2 separate regions of the Mus musculus genome follow, and region 2 is linked to region 1. Evidence: chromatin contacts called from public promoter capture Hi-C data. All regions are on one chromosome and are shown on one strand. Each heading gives the region's core, a stretch centred on a gene start, on an enhancer-like site or on the middle of the called end of the contact. The rest is flanking DNA. Distances are from core to core; before and after follow the strand shown.

What was found. Promoter capture Hi-C pulls out the DNA fragments that hold promoters and counts their contacts.
Region 2: a contact with region 1 is called in a promoter capture Hi-C map of hippocampal neurons, with 7 times the contacts expected there. The contact joins the enhancer-like site here to the promoter of Mgarp in region 1. A contact is called at or near these places in 3 of 39 promoter capture datasets (hippocampal neurons, liver and pre-B cells) and 1 of 9 other capture datasets (adipose tissue).

What each region holds. Positions count from the first base shown.
Region 1 is chr3:51,394,679-51,398,564 of GRCm38.p6, reverse strand. Mgarp (mitochondria localized glutamic acid rich protein) reads left to right here and starts at 2,018. Exons shown (of 4, transcript NM_026358.3): 1 at 2,018-2,138. The coding sequence starts at 2,057.
Region 2 is chr3:52,981,302-52,985,417 of GRCm38.p6, reverse strand. It overlaps Cog6 (component of oligomeric golgi complex 6), which reads left to right. Exons shown (of 19, transcript NM_026225.3): 19 at 2,227-3,295. The coding sequence ends at 2,374. Among named protein-coding and RNA genes, the nearest start is that of Gm30402, 25 kb to the right of the region's middle. Within about 2 kb of position 2,282, at least 36 of the 459 cell types and tissues checked have an H3K27ac peak or open chromatin away from gene starts, as enhancers often do. A contact at or near this core is called in hippocampal neurons, where this site is marked.

The DNA of each region.
Region 1 (3,886 bases), core at 769-3,268:
CTTTTCTTTCTTTTCTCTTCTCTTCTTTTCTTTTCTTTTCTTTTAAGATGGAGTAGGTTTGGCCTCTCACCGTAAGCATGTATGGAGGGCAGAAGACAATCTTCAAGAGATGGTTCTTTTGTTTCCATTATGTGAATCCAGGGGATCCAACTTGGTCCTCAGACTTGCTGGTCTCCAGACCCCAAAGACCTTAAATTACCAGCACATAAGCCACAAAATCATGATTATTGCTGGCACTGGACCTTAACATTGTTTTCAAATTTCTGTCTTTATCAACAACCAAAGATTAACTGGAGGTCATCTGAGTTAAGCCAACTTATTTCTGACCCTCGGTGTTTTCTGAAAGAGAACAGAAAAATGTCAAGGATTTTCTCAAGGGCAGTGAAGAATCTGTCCCGCAGCCGGGAACTGTCTGCACCTTTAGTCAGCTACAGCAGAAACTAACAAAAATGCCCTGGGGTGATGGAGAAGCAGCTGAAAATTCAGTGAAACTGACAACCAAAGTGCTTGGGTGTTTGTTTGGGAAACGGCTCTTTAAAATATGAAAAGAACCCAGAGAGTAGGTCTGAAGCTCACAGTGTAGACATACCATCTCTCCCAGCTGGGGCGGGCATACAGATGCAACTATGTTCACTTACCAGACTGAAAGGAGCAGAGAAATCGTGACCCGGCACTGACTCTTCCATCGGGCTGAGCATACATCACGCATCGACTATGCTTCAGAGCTTTCCTCAGTCGCTTTACTCGGGTCTACAAGACTCACAACGCTCTGTGGTGGTGGTGGTAGTGGCCTATGCCTTTAATCTCAACACTGCGGAGGCAGGGGGCAGGGATCCTGGTTTCTTGAGACGGGGTTTCTCTGTGTAGCCCTGGCTCCTGAAAACAGCTGGCCTCGCCTGCTCTACAGAGCGATTTTCAGGACACCCAGAGCTACACAGAGAAAACCTGTCTCAAGAAACCAAGATTCGGGGCTGGTGAGACGGCTCAACTGTTAGGAGCACTGACTGCTCTTCCAAAGGTCCTGAGTTCAAATCCCAGCAACCACATGGTGGCTCACAACCATCCGTAATGAGATCTGAGGCCCTCTTCGGGTGTGTCTGAAGACAACTACAGTGTACTTACATATAATAAATTAAAAAACAAAAAACAAAACAAAAAAAAAAAAAACAAGATTCACAGTTCAGACTGGAGAGATGGTTTAGTGTTTAAGAGCGGTTGCTACTCCCCCCAGAGAGCCCTTTACCTAACTTTCCTGTTAGTGGATTGTTTTGGTCACACACACACACACACACACACACACACACACACACACACACGCACACACACACACACACCACCGCCTAGTGCCTTCAGTGGTTCATTCATTCATTCATTCATTTTTGAAGCGGGGTCTCTTGTAGCCTACGGTGTCCTCAAAGATCTTGAACTCCTGAGCATCCTACCTCCCCCTCTGAGTGCTGGGAGTAACTTCTTGCGCCACCATGTCTGGTTTTATGCGCTGTTGGGTATCGAACCCATGCTAGATAAACTCTTTACCCTATATTTAAAAGTCCTGGCTGGCTTAGAACTCAGCCATCGCCAGGGGGAAACCTTACCCTTCCTTTAATCATAAGCCTGTAAAGTCGTCTCTTAAGTTTCCCGCTACCTCTTCCTGGGAATGCTAACACAGTGTGTGGAATAAAGTGGTCTTCCACCTGGAGAATACATTCCGTCTGCGCATGAATCCTGAATCAAGCGCGCTTCTCTAAACGTGTCCTGCGTGCTCGGGAGATAACTCCATGGGACAGAGCGGGTCAGGCACGTAACAGCGACTTCTAAGCTCCCTAGCCTCTTCTGAGATGCAGCCATTAAGCGACTGCTGGGGAGCACGGGACTGCAACTCTATTAGAGCTGGGTAAGGGGACCAAGGTGCTAACCACTAACTCGATCCCCTTCCCACATCCCCCGGGGCTGGGACGCACGGGATCTGGAGTCCCACCCGGGGCGGGGCGCTCCCTGGCTCCTCCCTCTGAGCCTGGGTTGCTTGATCCGCTGCTGAATCTGAGCGCATCTGGCGATGTATCTCCGCAGGGCTGTGTCCAAGACTCTGGCGCTGCCCCGGAGGGCGCCCCCGGGTCCCGCGCCGCTGGGGAAGGACGGTGAGTGTCCCACACTTCTCTACCCGTCCAGGCTGGGCACCAGCGCCCCGAACCCTGGGCCAGTGAAGGAACAGTGAGGGAGGGTCTCAGGCCAGCCCTCCGAATTTCTTGGAAACTTTGGGAATAAGGACCTTTTCCAGGATGGCCTCTGAATCCAAATTAGACTTCCTGGGTTCCAGTCTTGAATTCCTGATCTCCGGCAAGTAATGTTCCTTCATTTTTTTTAAGTGACTGTGGGTTATGATCAGTAGATATGGAGTGAAAAGAACCACTTCGAAGAGGGTTTGGCTTTCTCCTAGAGTTCCACGGTTTTCTATTCAATGAACCACTAGTTTCTCCGAAGAGGTGAAGGAACGGATAGGTAGGTGGACGTGGGGTGTTCACGTGTTCGCAGGTGGGCCCTAGAAGAAGTGTCGGTTCACTGATCCCTGGCGGTGATAAACCCCCGGCTTCTTGTGGCCCTGATCATCCCTTCGAAGTGAGGCCTCGGGGTACTCTTCTGATGTTGCTGACAAGCTTGCAGCTCCGTCAGCTTCGGATTAGGGAATGCGTGAGGAAATGCGCTCTTGGAAATTTTCTAAAGAAGCAGCATCCTGGACTATAAGAGCTTACAGGCTTTGGGCTGGTTTGCAGGTCCTCTCCTAGCTGCCCACCCTCTCTGTTCATCACTCACTGGGGCACAGATCTTGGACACTAGAAAGTTAATTATTCTGTACTTTGCCCCACTCCTTGGGGCATCGGAGGCAGCATCCAAAGCAAAGATTTGACTGAGAAAGACAGAAAAACGCCTGTGGAAATCCATGAGCCAGAGCGAGCTTTGCTTTGCTTTGCTTTGCTTTAAGCACTTGTTCACCCTGCTTTGATTAGGCCTGTGTTGGTGGTGGATGGTCTCAAGAAAGAGATCTAGTCACCTATTCTTTTAAATGATGCTTAAAAGAAGTCTTCCCACAAGTACTAGAACGCCTTTCCCCTCTGTATGTGTATACCTCATAAGAGAGCAACTTGCAGAAGTGAGGAGACGCCATTTATTTTAAACTGATTATAATGGGGACTGTTCTGGTGCTCAGATAAAGAAAGAGATGAGACTGACCTCATCCTCCACAGAAAACTCTCTCTCTCTCCCTCCCTCCCTCCCCCCCCCCTCTCTCTCCCTCCCTCCCTCCCTCTCTCTCTCTCTCCCTCTCTCTCTCCATCCCTCCCTCCCCCCCACTCCCCCACCCCATCTCTCCCACAAGCACAGGCTTAGAGGCATAGGCACGCACCCATCAGAACCTGCATGTGCTCTGAGGTCAGCTTGCAAGAGGCAGTGGGTACCAGAAACTGAACTAGGTCTTGAGGCTTGGCTGCAGCCCCCTGTACTCCCTTGAGTCCTGCATCGACATCATACTTTCTTACATCCTCTGCCTCCCACTCCTCCCATTAGATCAAAATAAGACATAAATGTGCAGTGAGTAGTCCTGGATGCAGGGGAACTGACCTTATTTTAATTTTCACCTTTTTTTTTTTTTTTTTTTTTTTTTTTTTTGTGGTACTAGGGATCGAATCTAAGGTCTATCTAAGGCCCCATAGGCAAGTCTACTTCTACTGAATAATTACTAATAATTTTCAAGACAGGGTTTCTCTGTGTAGCCCTGGCTGTCCTGAACTCACTCTGTAGACCAGGCTGGCCTCAAACTTAGAGATCCTCTTAACTCTGCCTCCCAATTGCTGGGATTAAAGGCCTGGGCCACCAATCTGGCATTGATTGG
Region 2 (4,116 bases), core at 1,033-3,532, 1.6 Mb before region 1:
AAAGATGTTTTCTTTTCCCTTTGGATAAATTAGAACGATGTTACTCTCTTTGCTGCCAGACGCAGTGATCACCTTGAGCATCATGGTAACCTGACTTAGGACTCTGCCAGTAGCAGAATAGATTCTGTAAGAAACTTAAGAAACAGGGAAGCGTGTGTTTCCAAATGAACATGCAGAGGTGTATATATGATTTAAGAGCTATTTTAGTTTTAGATTCAAATTTTTTTATATTTATTAAAAGTAAAAGCATGGGCTTAGTGAAATAATTGGTTTTTGTTTTGTGGGGGTTATTTTCTTTATTTTGGTTTGAAGGAAGTGGGGTGTGTTTTTCTTGGAGCTAGCAACTATATTCATTATCTGTATAAACAAATAACCTGTATAAACAAAACTAAACAAGTTCTTAATTAAGTAAAGGAAAGCAAACATGATAGAATAACTTCTGGAAACTTATCTGCAGAAAAGCAACTATAGCCTGGACAGTGCTCAGGAGACCCCAGGAAGTAGGATAAAGATGGGTTGTTGGAGTCCTGAGCTCACACTAAATACCATGCTAATCTTGAACTCAGCTCACTGACTTCCTAGCAGAACTCACTGCTTTGAAGGATGACTGGGAGCGTCGTACATGAAGACATGAGTCCATCCAGAACTGTAGGAACACCCAGGACTGCTTAGGAACAGGAAACGTGAACCCAAAAGAGAAAAATGATCAGTTAATAGAAACAGAGCCACAGCTGATGTGTGTGCCATGAGCAGATATTTACAGCGAGCCTTGGAAACGTGTCTGTGCACTAAAGGAAAGCATCAGTACACCGAGAGAATAAGGAAGGAAGGAAGTTACAGCCTGCTGCACTTAGACCTGGAAAGTACACTATCTAAAATACAACATCCATCCCTCCTGAGGGACCAGGCAGGGCTTATTAATGCGAGAAGTTTCTCCAGATGCCATGCGAGATGTGGATCAGCATGCTTAACAGTAAGAAAGCCTGGACAGAGAAGTTGCACAGGGCACTCCAGTGTCCTCAGATCACCAAAAGCTTGATCACTGTCATATGATACCTTATTACCATAAGAGAAGCATCTTAGGGCAGCCAGAGGGAAGAGCAGTACTTACTTACAGGAGATGACTTTGGGTTGGAGACACTGCAGGTAGAAGACAGTGTTGTCTTTAGCAAGCTGAATGAGTGTGTTCATGAACTGTGTGGACCTCGGGGCTCAATGGTAGAGAATTTTCTGAGGGTCTGGGCAAACCCTGGCTTCAACTCCTAGCCCCAGTAAAAGCAAACTGTATTGTCTGCATAGCCCTTAATTGTTGAAGTTTTTCTCCTGGTGTGCATTGGATTGCACCCTAGGAAAGCTCACTCTCAGTGATCTCAGAACCTGAATGTGGAGAGAAGCTATTTTTAGGACCAGTAGGTTTGTGGCAATGCTGCGGGTTGTTAGGCAACGAGAATCCTAAGTACTGAGTAACAAGCTCCCTGATTCTAGAAGCAAGCAATTCATTTGTTAGCTCAGTGCTTTAAATAACTGTTTCAAATACAACCAGTTTACAGAGCATGGTTAATAAGAATGGTTTCTCTGTGTACTTCCTTACTGATCTGTACTAAGAGTTTTGAAATTTTGACACTTGTAACTGGGTAAACGATTTCTTAATGTTCAGCATTTTGAAGGACATAAGAAGTTGGTAGGAACGTGAAGATGATCGACCCTTAGTTCACTCACTTTTCTCATGGCAAATTAGCTCCGGGGTTATTCTATTACTCTGTGACTTACAGTGTGGCTCATTTATAAAGTCCTCTCTAACGTTTTGCTGTGTTGGGGAGCTTGTAAGTCTTGGAGAACAGCCTGGTCTTTTGGGTTTCACTTACAAGGCCCCACAAGAGAAACTGCTTCAAGAGATGAACCTTTACGTGACTCTACTCTTTGGAGATTAAATGTATTTTTCTTCGCTCATTTTTTTTTTAGCTTGTTTCAGCAGATGTAAGCCCATTCTAAGTGCAGGCACATCTATATGTGGGGCACTGTTCTGTTCCTCATGGCCAAGCACTGGGTAAAATGCAGCCCCTGGCTCAGGAGGGTGCATGTGACGACGGAGACTTTAATAAACAGTAAACACTGCCCACTAGTAGGAACTGGGCAGCGTGGGGCTGAAGCATGACATCATCCAGATGTGTGTGCTTGCGGTTGCTGGGCTTCTGTTATCTTCTGGTTGTGTTTGCTCATCCATAGGGAGCAGATTATAAAGCAGTCTACAGAGCTCGTCTGCAGAGCCTACGCGGAAGTGCATGCAGCCGTGATGAATCCAGACAACGCATACAAAGATCCAGAGAGCATCCTTCATAGGTCACCTGAGCAGGTGAAGACACTGCTCTCTTGATGATGTCGATGGCATTTGCAGATAATTGCTGCCTGGCAATGACACCAAGGGTGGTTAGGGTTTTTAATCTATGAGTCTTTACTTTGAAGATTGAGAATTAATAGTTTTCCTAGTATGCGGTTGTAGGTCAATTTCTTTCATTCTCAGCTAACATGGAGGTAAATCAATATTGACTTGAATCTGTAGGGAGCAATGTTCTCTTGCCCATTAGCTGCCTCTGCATAGCAGTGTAAAGGTCCCCGTGATTTGGGATTATAAATAGAGGCATAAAGTCAGCTGGGAGTTTCGGGATTAAGTACGATGACTTGTAAGTTCTGTGTAACATCTAAACCACAGCTTTATTGGCAATGAGCGTCCGCTTATGGAAGGTCCCGCTGCTTTCCTCTAATTGAATAGCTTCTTGAACCTAGCCCATGTTTCTGATCCCAAAATAGGTGTTGATGGGTTTGATGGGGAGAGAAACATTCAGGCTGTTGTCCCTTCCTGCTTACTTTCATGCCTGGTGCAGGTTTGTATGTATTTAAATAGACACTTAGCTGATAGGTCGGAAGAGAGGGAAAGACCCTTCAGCAGGCTTCCTGTGCAGACAGCTTCAGCCTGTTCCAGGACGGGCAATCGCCATACATTGTGCACTCAGTCTGTTTCCTCCAACCCCATCCTAGAAACTCTGTCTTGCACTCAGAGCAGAAGCAACTATGCTATCCATTGTGGTATCAACCTGCCGGGTTGGTCAGTTCAATGAATTTATATGGTGTATTTATCAAAACAGCATAATACAAGGCAGGAACTTACATTGTACATAATTTATTTCTACTGTGAAAAAGAGATTGATGTACTTAGCACTTTGTTTGCTAAGAGAAATAAATATTTTTTCTTGTTATCTGGTTTTCTTAATATATATTAAACTATTTCTGGAGCAGCAGTCTTTGTAGTATTTTTATACTTCTCTCAAATGCGTTTTGGAAAGAATACTGATAGAAAGGAAGTACAACAGAGGAGACAGATCCCGCTGGGATGTGGTGCGGTAGTAGGCTGAGAAGCTGTAACCACGGGTTATAAAAGCTAACATCAGAACAGCACTTAGGCCTACTGAGGGCCAAGCTTTATATTTTTGGACTGTATTGATTTGCATAAATATAACCTAATTAAAGATGCCTGATTCATGAGAATGAATACATGTCATGTGTGCAGAACTAGAGATTCAAGGTGGCAGTACTCCCCAGTAGCCACATCATGGAATCCCTGTGAAAACCCATCTGCCTCTTTTTTTTTTCTTTCAGAAATTGACTGTCAATAGCCAAAACACCTCAATTTTCAAACCAAACACAGTGCAACAGTACTCAGTGTAATATATTGCCACCTAAATGGGCCTACATAGGCTCTGTTCATCTCACTATAGGGTTATATTCTAATAAGCCCAGACTAAGGGACAGTGCCCAGTGGAAATGCGTTCCATCGACTTAACCATGAACTGCAGAGGTTGCCACACTGCATGAGTGTTAGAGCATCAGTGGGATGTGCTGGCTATTCTGGGCTGGCTTGGCTTTCTGCTGCTGTCAACGCTGACAGGTGCATTATGTCAGAAGCCCAGGAGGAACATCAAATTCCAAATGGGAGGTATGAGCTTTACTGAGTGGGTATCAGTATCATAAGGCAGAGAATTATAAGTGTTGCCTACTACACACCAGGACTGTGGTTGAAATGGAATTTAGAGTTCAGATGTAAACCTGTATATCTAGACA